Regions from separate parts of the Zea mays genome. Here regions 2 and 3 are each linked to region 1. Evidence: chromatin contacts called from public Hi-C data. All regions are on one chromosome and are shown on one strand. Each heading gives the region's core, a stretch centred on a gene start, on an enhancer-like site or on the middle of the called end of the contact. The rest is flanking DNA. Distances are from core to core; before and after follow the strand shown. Region 1 holds the start of LOC103637689 (serine/threonine-protein kinase BSK2). Region 2 holds the start of LOC103637691 (NAC domain-containing protein 86). Region 3 has its middle 41 kb from the start of LOC103637691.

Region 1 (3,304 bases), core at 585-3,084:
CTCTTGATTTTTATGTCTATATGCAACTAGATGAGGAATTCACTAGAGAAGCAAAATAAATTCTATTTTGATACAGAAAGGGATATTATTTACTATACACATGATGGTTGCATCGACAGAGAGAAGATTTTTAAAATTGAAATATTTTGAACTATTTAAGGTCAACAATGACTTAAGAGTGGTTAAATGGTTTGGCGATTATATGTATCTAAAAGAAGTTGTTGGATGGATTGATTTTAATGGTATAAGCGATGATTGGTATCACAAAATGTTAGAAGATATTTTTAATGACATCGAATAACAAGTATGTGTTTTTGGCTATATTTTATATTTATCATCTTATAAACTTGAAAATAGTGCATAATAATTTGTATACGTTAAATATTATATATATTGTATGTGGATGAGGCCTCTAATTCGGATTTCGTCTAAAAAGTCAGAAACGACCATGTTAACATGATTTGTTTAAAATAAGTTAAACTCAGATTTTAGTTTATGGACAAACACGACACGACCCGACCTGCTATATATTTATGTCGTGGCTCGACCTATTAAATTGGTACGGTGTATGAGTGGCTCGGCACGCCAAGTGCCCAAGTCGCCAACGGTGGGGCTGCGCGCCTGCGGAACAGAGAACAGCGCGGCGCTGCAGGAAGCCCACGTGTCGAGCCTGCGACAGCGACGTTGCGAGGTTGTGGTCCCTCGCATGGCATCGATGGCTGAGTCGTCAGTCACTCGTGGCTGGCTGGCGAACCCGGACGCAGGTAGTCATGGAGGCGATCACCATTCTAGCTTGATGCTGCTGCGCGCCTGCGCCCCTGCTACTGCCGGCTCGCTCGTGCGCTCCTTGTTGCAGGCCTTGCTTGTTTTGCTTGCTGCCAATACGTACTACTCCCCAGTAAAAAGAAGACAGCAGGCCCAGTCAGGATCGGGACTTGGGCAAGGCGTCAGGCTCTCCAGTCTCCACACCTCCACTTTTACGTTGGAATCAAATCTTTGGTTCAGTAATTGTAACATGATAGGTAAGAAAATATTAAATCATGTCTGAAACTTTAACTGTAATTATATACTACATTAAGGGGGTGTTTGGTTACACCCCGCTAAAATTTAGCCCTTGTCCCATCGAATGTTTGAACCTCCGTTCCGGGTATTAAATGTAGTCAGATTATAAAACTAATTTGTCAGCCGAAGATTAAAAGACGAGACGAATCTAGTCCAGTTGGTTGGTTCTATATTTCATACTCCTATTTAAAAGTCAAATGTTTGATGTGACCCGGGCTAAACTTTAGCAGGAGCAACCAAACACCCCTTAAAAATAAATATTAACCTATTCAAATTTATTATCGTTGTGAATCATTACCGTTGTAGTTTACGTTACCGTCCATGAACTAAACAACAACTTTTGAGTTTTGGTGGTGGCTTGAAGCAAGTGGTGGAGAAGATAAATTTTTAGTTGTCGTAGTACAAGAGTATTTTAAAAAAGCTGAATATATTTGTAGGACTGAAGTAAATACGAACAGGAATATATACAGCTTGTCAACCTTACTTTGACTGTTAAATTCGTACCAAACTCGTTGCATCTCAGAACAGGAGCCCAAGCTGCATGCCTGCATGGAATTGCCATGCGTCCCTTGGTCTCCTTTTTCCATTCTGTTCTGAAACACAAACACTACATACCCTCTCTGATTTTTCTTGGGAACTGTTTGGTTTCAATTCTAGGAAAAGACCACCTTAAATTATACGAAAAATATTTTTTTAGAAAAAAGTATTAGTACTAGCACGAGATTTTAGGGGTTTCGTATTTTATTTTTTTTAAAACAAAGAGAAAAAGACTGGAGGTGGGGATGCTCGGTGTTGACTGTTGCGGGCGCACCTACCGGATCCCCCACCCACCCGGCCACCCCTGCGTGCTGCCGCGCTTCTCTCGGAGCCTTGCCTCCTGCCTCGCACCTTCACGAGCTCACTCCTGCTGCTCCATTCCACAATCCACACTCCCCCGCGCTGGACTGGAGTCGAGTTGAGCGCACGCTCTCGCACTCCCATATTCCCACCGACCATATCGCTCTTGCTTCGCTAAGCATCCTAGATCTCCATTCGCGCCCATGGGGTGCTTCCAGTCCAAGGTGGCGGGGCCCCTGCCGCCCAACGACGCCGCCGCGCTCCCCGCCGACAAGCCTGCAGATCCCGGTAACCGTCACGCCCCCTCCCCCGCTGCCGCTTAAACCCTAACGCCCGGCCACCGAATCCATCTAACCGGCACGCGCTCGCGTCTGCTTTGCTGTGTCCAATCGAATGGCAGAGGCGGCGAACGGCGCCGCCGACGGGGGAGGCGACGGCGACGACAAGGAGGCCGTGAAGCGCGCGGTGCCGGTGTTCAGGGAGTTCGCGCTGGCCGAGCTGCGCGCCGCCACCAAGGGCTTCAGCGCCGACCTCATCGTCTCGGAGAGCGGCGAGAAGGCGCCCAACGCCGTCTACCGCGGCCGCCTCGATGGCGGACGGCTCATCGCCGTCAAACGCTTCTCGCGCCTCTCTTGGCCTGACCCGCAGCAGTTCCTCGTATGGATTTGTGTTGCTTCAATGCTCGCTACGTGTGATTTCCTCCCGGCACGGATCTCGCAATGTGATGCAGTGCTGCTGCTGCTGCTGCAGGCGGATGCGGTGGGCGTGGGGAAGGTGCGGCACAAGCGCCTCGTCAACCTCATTGGCTGCTGCGCCGAGGGTGACGAGAGGCTGCTCGTCGCTGAGTACATGCCCAACGACACCCTGTCGAAGCATCTCTTCCACTGTACGTGCTCGGTGCTCTCCGGGTCTCCCCCAGTCCTTCCCTATCCACCTGCCAGGACTACTCCAGCCTTTTTCTGTCGTCTATGGTGACGTACTCGATGATGATCCTCGTGGGCGGATCACACCAACCGTGAATCTCAATCTCCTCTGCATTAACACAATGACTTAATGCACTTTGTGTCCTTCACCATTGCTGCATTTGACCTATGCAGATCATGCAAAAGTCTGGTTCGCCCGGACTAGGTGCGTGCGTCCTGTCCACCTTGTCTCCCTTCATTGACTCTGTTGTGCACTGCCTTTTTGTTCAGGGGATAAACAGCCTTTACCATGGGAAATGAGGCTGAGGGTTGCATATTTTATTGCACAAGCTCTCGACCATTGCAATTTGGAGAACAGGAAAATCTATCATGATTTGAATGCTTATAGAGTACTTTTTGATGAGGTACACAACAAGTTTGTTGACAGCTTCTAGTTTTTACTGCACATATATATATTTTTTAAAATTCTGGCTCTTTCATTG
Region 2 (3,304 bases), core at 603-3,102, 300 kb after region 1:
CCTTGCTTTTTTATTTTCATCTTCTTTGACACTTAGCTTATATCAACCAAAACAATATGTGTTGGACATTTAATCACCAAAACATTTATAGAAATGGCTCAAGGGCACATTTCCCTTTCAGAGTTAGGAAGGAATATTCGGACCAATGTCCGATCTACCACGAACCACAGGCACGGCCGGGTCGACGGCGACGGCGGCGCCCGCACGCGTGTTGTAGTACTTCATCCTTTTTTTAACTTCTTAATAGATACACCAATGGTCCATATATTTAAGTTGATTGATTTGTCCCTTTAACTTCCAATATAATACTAAATTATTAGTACACCATTTTATTAAAGTAGACTATTAGGATTGGCTATTATTAACTATTAATTTGGGTTAAGTCCACATTAATCCAACATCCCTAATAAATAGATTTAGATTGCTTAAAAATGATGGTTGCCTAGTTGGTTGCAGCGTTGGTGCAGGCATTGAAATGCCAGCTCGCGTGAATCTCATGGTTCCTCTTTTTGCCTTTTTCTGGTAATTAATGTATGTATGCATGTACGTACTGTGCATGGAAAAACGAACTGTCTGAGGGATATACTAGTCCAAAATGAGCTCTAAATGCTTCAACATCAAGTTTTTTGCATTCAAAGTAAAAAACCCTTAAACATCAAGTATTTGAAGATTGGAGGGAGTAGTTAGTAAGATACGGTGCGACCAGATTTTTTTGTTGTATTTTAGTTATTTTTCCGAACAATTTTCACGTTTAGACCTATAGAGTACTTAATGTTGTTTTATGATTTTTTTTAGCGTCATAGATCATAGCGCCGAGATAACACTTATCGGCGTCATGACCTATAGCACCGGTCACCGCAGGCACAGGTGGGCTGGCGTGGCAGCAGACGTAACTCTTTTTGTTGAAAAAAAAGCTAAAATAAAAAGGAAATAAGTTAAAATACAAAAACGTGCCATGACCCGTCTGGAATAAGTTAAGTCGATCAGCCACCTGTCTGAACATGAGCTGTAAAAACCAAGAGAAAACAGGCGAGAGTAATAAGAATTAAAAAAAACTGGGCGGTGAAGAAAACTCATCCCATCCTCGGGCTCATCTCCAAATCCAGCAACGACGGGCTAAGCACGGATCTACTACTAGCTAGCATCTACCTCATGGATGATATGGACAAACCAAAAAAGTTTATATGAACAGACAAATTCGCGCTTTTGGGCCAGGCGGCACAACAATCCGGAGAGCGCGCGCGCGCGCGCAGCAAAAGCGGAGAAGGGCCCCCGATCTGAAGCCGATCCCGGAACGGTATAAACGGCCGCCTCTACTAGATTAGTAGGATCAGACACAGTACGTAGATGGAAACTACGTGCAGGTGCAGGTGCAGGACAGACAACACGCATGCTTTGCTTTGCTTTGCTTTGTGTGGGCTCCTCCAGCCCTCCTTAGCTAGCTGTCGATTCGCAAGCACGACTACCTGAACGAAACACGGACGACCATGTGGCTAGCATGTACCTGTACCCACTGACGAATGGACTGAGCTGAGCGCACGCACGCACCGTACCACACGAGAGGGGCTTGACACGCGTTGCGCGCTCTTTTGGTTAGCAGCCAGTCATCGCAAGGCGGCCAGCGGTTTTGGCGAGCTGCGTGTGTGTGTGTCCAGTGACAAGGTTTCACGCGGCGGCTGGGTGGTGGTGGACTGGTGGTGGTGGCGCGAGAGGTAGGCTTTGGAATTGCTTCGCGCGGACGACCGCCGACCTCGCCCTCGCTTTCCCTAGTTCCCAGTTTAGACTAGTAGTTTGTAGTTTCCGTGTCCGTTTCCCCTGTCCGCGTCCGTGTCTATATAAACGGCATCGCCCCGCGGCTTCTCACACCCTCTCCTCCTCCTCCCTCCTGCCGCTGCTCTCTCTCTCTCCGTTCCTGATCGGCAAGGCAACTTATTGAAGCAGCCTCTCTCCCTCGACGGCTGGACCTCAACAATTGTTTGTTCTTGAGGCCCGCCAGACCTTAATAATCTTGCTGGCTGGCTGGCTGGTAACTTACTAATCTAGCTAGCTATAGGCGGCTCTGACCCTCTGATAATGGTCTTGGACTCCATCGGCTTCTTCTTCGTCGTCGTCATAGTCATCCCCCGCGCGCTGCTTAGGAAGAGCTTCTATTTCTGGATCTTCCACGTCTTCAACAGATATCCCCTCCTCAACCTCCTCCTCTTCCATTGCCAGCCGCGCACTGATCTATCTACTAACCGCCGCTCTAGCTAGCACACAGCCTACACATACGCATCTGCTGCCTGAAATATTTGCTTGGCAGAGTTGACATTTACATTCGATCTCTCGGTTACTAGTGTAGTAGTAGTGTTGGATCGGCAGCATTTATTTGCTTCCCCCTGCCGCTGCCGGCCATGGGCACCATGACCCTGCCGCCCGGGTTCCGCTTCCACCCCACCGACGACGAGCTGGTGAGCTACTACCTCAAGAGGAAGGTGGACAACCTCAAGATCGAGCTCGAGGTCATCCCCGTCGTCGACCTCTACAAGTCCGAGCCATGGGAACTACCAGGTGTGTGTGTACTTGCTACTAGCTGTATACCCTATATATCCTGTCGTTCTTCTCTCCCGGCCCGGGCATCTCGCTCTCTCCCCTTTTTCTCCCTAGCTAGCTAGGCTAGGCCGGTCGCAGATAACAGCATATATAGGCTTTTCAACAACAACAACAAAAAAGAAACATGGTGCTCAGAACAGAGAATCACTGTATTATTTCCGTACGTAACTGGTTAATTAATTGTTGCAGACAAGTCGTTCCTGCCGAAGCGCGACCTGGAGTGGTTCTTCTTCTGCCCCCGCGATCGCAAGTACCCCAACGGGTCGCGCACCAACCGCGCCACGGCGACGGGCTACTGGAAGGCGACGGGCAAGGACCGGCGCGTGGCGTGCGACGGCGGCGTCTACGGCCTCCGCAAGACGCTCGTCTTCTACCGCGGCCGCGCGCCAGGCGGCGAGCGCACCGACTGGGTCATGCACGAGTACCGCCTCTGCCAGGACCTCGTCCACGGCGCGTGCAACTTCATCGTACGCGCTGCGTCCCCTTCAACTCGTCCCATCATTCTATTCTCTTCTCTTCTGCTCATCGCTCAGCTAATTAGCTAAACTGACCGCCGGCTGCTCACGTACGTACGTGTGTGCAGGGCGCCTACGCGCTGTGCCGCGTGATCAAGCGGCACGAGGCCGGGCTGCTGCTGCCGCCGCCTGCGAGCAGGGCCAAAGCGGCCGGCAGCGCGAGAGGGCACATGATGAGCGAGGTCTCCAGCGGCGAG
Region 3 (3,304 bases), core at 319-2,818, 260 kb after region 1:
TCACGAGAGGCCCAAAGGCCCCTTAATTCGTAAGGTCATCCCCCTCGTGGGCCTGGGAGGAACGAACAGTGAGACAAATCAGCACAAGGCCGGATCGGTACAAGTCCAGACGGCCCAACAACATCCGAGCAGTAATTGCAACAGCGACCCGACCTTCCCGCACAGGAGCCCCGTACGTCGTAACTGGGCGAGGATGAGTCAGCTGAATTATAGGAAGATAGACTCAGTTAGTTCACTACTGTTCCGGCTCACATTGTTATCATATCCACATGTAATGCCCCCCGGTCGAGTATATAAGGCCTAGGGGCACCCCTTCAAGAGGATCGATCGAGAGAGACAGCATTCATCACTTAGCCATCCACACCGCTCTCTACGTTTTCCAGCACTAGAGAGCTCCCTTGTAACCCATCACATAAAGCATTCCAGCTAGGATGTAGGGTGTTACACATCTCAAGGCGGCCCGAACCTGTACATCATTGTCTGCTAATTCTCGTGCGCCTAGCACGAACCATCGAGCTACAGTCGATAACACCGCCCTACTCCTAAAAAGCACCTTGGGGGTAACCTCGGGTGAGCGGTCGGACCCGAAACACCGACAAATACCTTCGGCTTGACAGAAGGTAAAAGTCCAAGCGTGACACACGAGAGAATACAAGCCAGCGTGAACAGTACATGGGGTACTGTTCATCTATTTATAGGCACGGGACGCAGTCCGGTCAAAATTACATTTATGTCCTTTACAACTAGTTAATCATGACACAAATTATCATGAGCCGATCGGTCTTTTCATCTTTAAGTCGGTGCAACCCTTCGTCTCAAGGCGTGTCGCTATGCTGAAGCTCCCTGGATGGTAGCTTCGGTGTTACTTCTGTGCTGATCTTCTGAAGGTGTTTCTTCTTACAGGACCTTCGGCGACGAAGCAGACCCCCAATAGGGTAGTGGATGGAGAGTTGTTTCCATAATTTAAAAAATGTTTGCCGAGTATTTTTTGCCGAATGTAAAATGACATTTGTCGAGTGTCTTGGACACTTGATAAAGAACGTGATTCTGGTAGTGTAGCACCGATTGTTAGCGTGTGGAGAATAAGTAACAATAGACCAACTTATACCCGGCCCCTTCGTTTTCAACCGTGGTTCGACCACTCTTCCTGGCGTCGTGGCGCAGAGGAGAGGCCCCTTTTGTTCGCCTTCTCTAGTATTTTTGCACGCAACGCTCGTTACACACAACAGAGTACATTTTATTTCTAGAATATTAGTGATCACCTTGTAGTGTGCATAATAAGCCTTGTTAGAAAGCTACATAACCATGTGTGCCTTTTTTCCTCCTCCTGTGTTTCATGTTTGAATCTATGAACTACCACCTTGGTAATAAAGCACTAGCATTTGGTCAAAGACTCAAGAGAGAGGTGTAGATGCATGGTTGAGCACCAACTACTATCCTGACAGTGACAAAGCAGTGATGATAAGATGGGGACAGTTTTTTTTTCTGCTCTTGGCTGAATCCCGGCCCTTTGGTTGGCGTCTGGTGGAGTGGAGAATGGCGCAGCCGAGAAGTACATCTCTGGGTCCCGTATGGGCCAGGGAGGGTACGCTCTCGATCGTCTCGTGCTCTCTGGAGCAAGAAGTGAAAAAGGATGGCGGTAGCTCTTGTTAAAGTGCATGCTAGCCAGGAAGAAAGTGATGCATGACAGATCGTTTCACAAAAGGACAAAGCACGACCAGGTACATCACTCTAGAGTATATGGCCAAAAAGATGTTTTCGTCAAAAAAAGTATAGTCGTCGTCACACATCACTGTCCGATACAAGCACTCGATGGCATCACTTGCTTCTTCGCGTGCACGATCGACGAGCTAATATAATGCTCACTTAGGTATGTTAATCTCGATCGAGCAAATTAAAAAGGAATTATATATATATTGTGCAGTTAACAGGAACTTGTGAACAAAATTTGCCGCTAACTGTCTTTGCTGGCTAGCTAATTACTAATATGCATGCCCAGTTAAGAGCTGGTGTAACTAACTTGAAGTACGTTGTAGTGTTTTCAGAGAATCAGTTGGTGTGTGCAAGTGCAACCAACCTCAAAGTTCTTGTCGTTATTTAGATGCACGCAGCACGCATGCATGCATGGATATAGATTGCCGGTTACTCCTGCGCTTCTTTCAAACCAGCTAGCTAGCTAGGTTGTCGGCACGGCAAGTTTCATGCGAAGATTCAGCTCATACGGTTGATCGAGTTGGACAGAAACGAACGTCTGGATTTGCACGCCTGAGTTAACAAATAAATAAAGCTGTTTGAAAGCTGACGTGCTGCGTACGGCTAATTAATTAACAACCTTTGCATGTGTGCATGTAGTTTTGGCGTATTTTTATTCGTTTCTGTTGGACTTGTGTAGGTATTATTAGCAGTTTAAGAATCAAACGTGTGAGTAGGATTATATCACATGCGTTTTCATGTCCTCATACGCGCAATGGCTTGTCAAGAATGGCACTTGATCACCTTTGCACACAACAAAATCTATTGAACCTACGTCGGTTTTTGGCTATCTACAACATAAATGAAGTTTCGTATAGATAGACTTATTTACGTTGGCTAGCTGTTACAAATGAATAACTAATGACGCCGGTCGCAGGTAGTCGACACAAATAAACTAATTTATGCATGATGGCTACATAAAAACAGTCATAGATAACTATTTAATGTACGATAGCTAGGAAAAAGATCGTAAATAAAAGGCTTATTTACAACGGTTTTTCTTCCTTCAAATCTCGTAGATAAACTTCTTAGTTATGATGACTTTTAGAAAACCGTTGTAAATAACACAGACTTATTTACGACATCATCATCATCAAACCGACGTAAATAATCTAATCTTGTTTACGACGGTTTTAGTAGCTGATGTAAATAAGTTAATCACATGCACACATAATTTTTATTTTTCTATTTAATTTAGAATACAATGTATACCATAAGAATAACTAACCTCCCACAATGCAATATATATCAAAAATTTCTCACAATGTATCACAAAATCTTAGGTCTATATTCAAAGGGCATAATTGTGCCAAATACATAGTCATACAATAGCAAGTCCATGGTGTGTTACCACACCCATACAACACCGAGTTAATACAATACCAAATCCATAACTACCAAGTCTCATGCACAAATGAAACTACAAAGTCTAGACAAATGAGACTACATTGGGAGATAATCATTTGAGTTGTGTGAACTACCTCCAGAGGCAAATAGGTTGTTGGAAAATTGCTAAGTTGCTGAGTAAACATCCTATGGAATAAAATAAGCA

The links. Hi-C and Micro-C count contacts between places; a contact is called where the count stands out from the background.
Region 2: a contact with region 1 is called in a Hi-C map of leaf, with 8 times the contacts expected there. The contact joins the promoter of LOC103637691 here to the promoter of LOC103637689 in region 1. A contact is called at or near these places in 5 of 25 Hi-C or Micro-C datasets (bundle sheath, ear, endosperm and 2 more).
Region 3: a Hi-C map of endosperm shows a contact between it and region 1, with 6 times the contacts expected there. The contact joins the enhancer-like site here to the promoter of LOC103637689 in region 1. A contact is called at or near these places in 5 of 25 Hi-C or Micro-C datasets (endosperm, leaf and tassel).

What each region holds. Positions count from the first base shown.
Region 1 is chr1:99,197,817-99,201,120 of Zm-B73-REFERENCE-NAM-5.0, forward strand. LOC103637689 (serine/threonine-protein kinase BSK2) reads left to right here and starts at 1,835. Exons shown (of 10, transcript XM_008660327.3): 1 at 1,835-2,187; 2 at 2,300-2,556; 3 at 2,650-2,785; 4 at 3,093-3,226. The coding sequence starts at 2,103.
Region 2 is chr1:99,498,191-99,501,494 of Zm-B73-REFERENCE-NAM-5.0, forward strand. It overlaps LOC103637691 (NAC domain-containing protein 86), which reads left to right and starts at 1,853. Exons shown (of 5, transcript XM_008660334.4): 1 at 1,853-2,550; 2 at 2,782-3,059; 3 at 3,176-3,304. The coding sequence starts at 2,394.
Region 3 is chr1:99,457,298-99,460,601 of Zm-B73-REFERENCE-NAM-5.0, forward strand. No RefSeq gene overlaps it. Among protein-coding and RNA genes, the nearest start is that of LOC103637691, 41 kb to the right of the region's middle. Within about 2 kb of position 1,569, at least 15 of the 20 cell types and tissues checked have an H3K27ac peak or open chromatin away from gene starts, as enhancers often do. A contact at or near this core is called in endosperm, leaf and tassel, where this site is marked.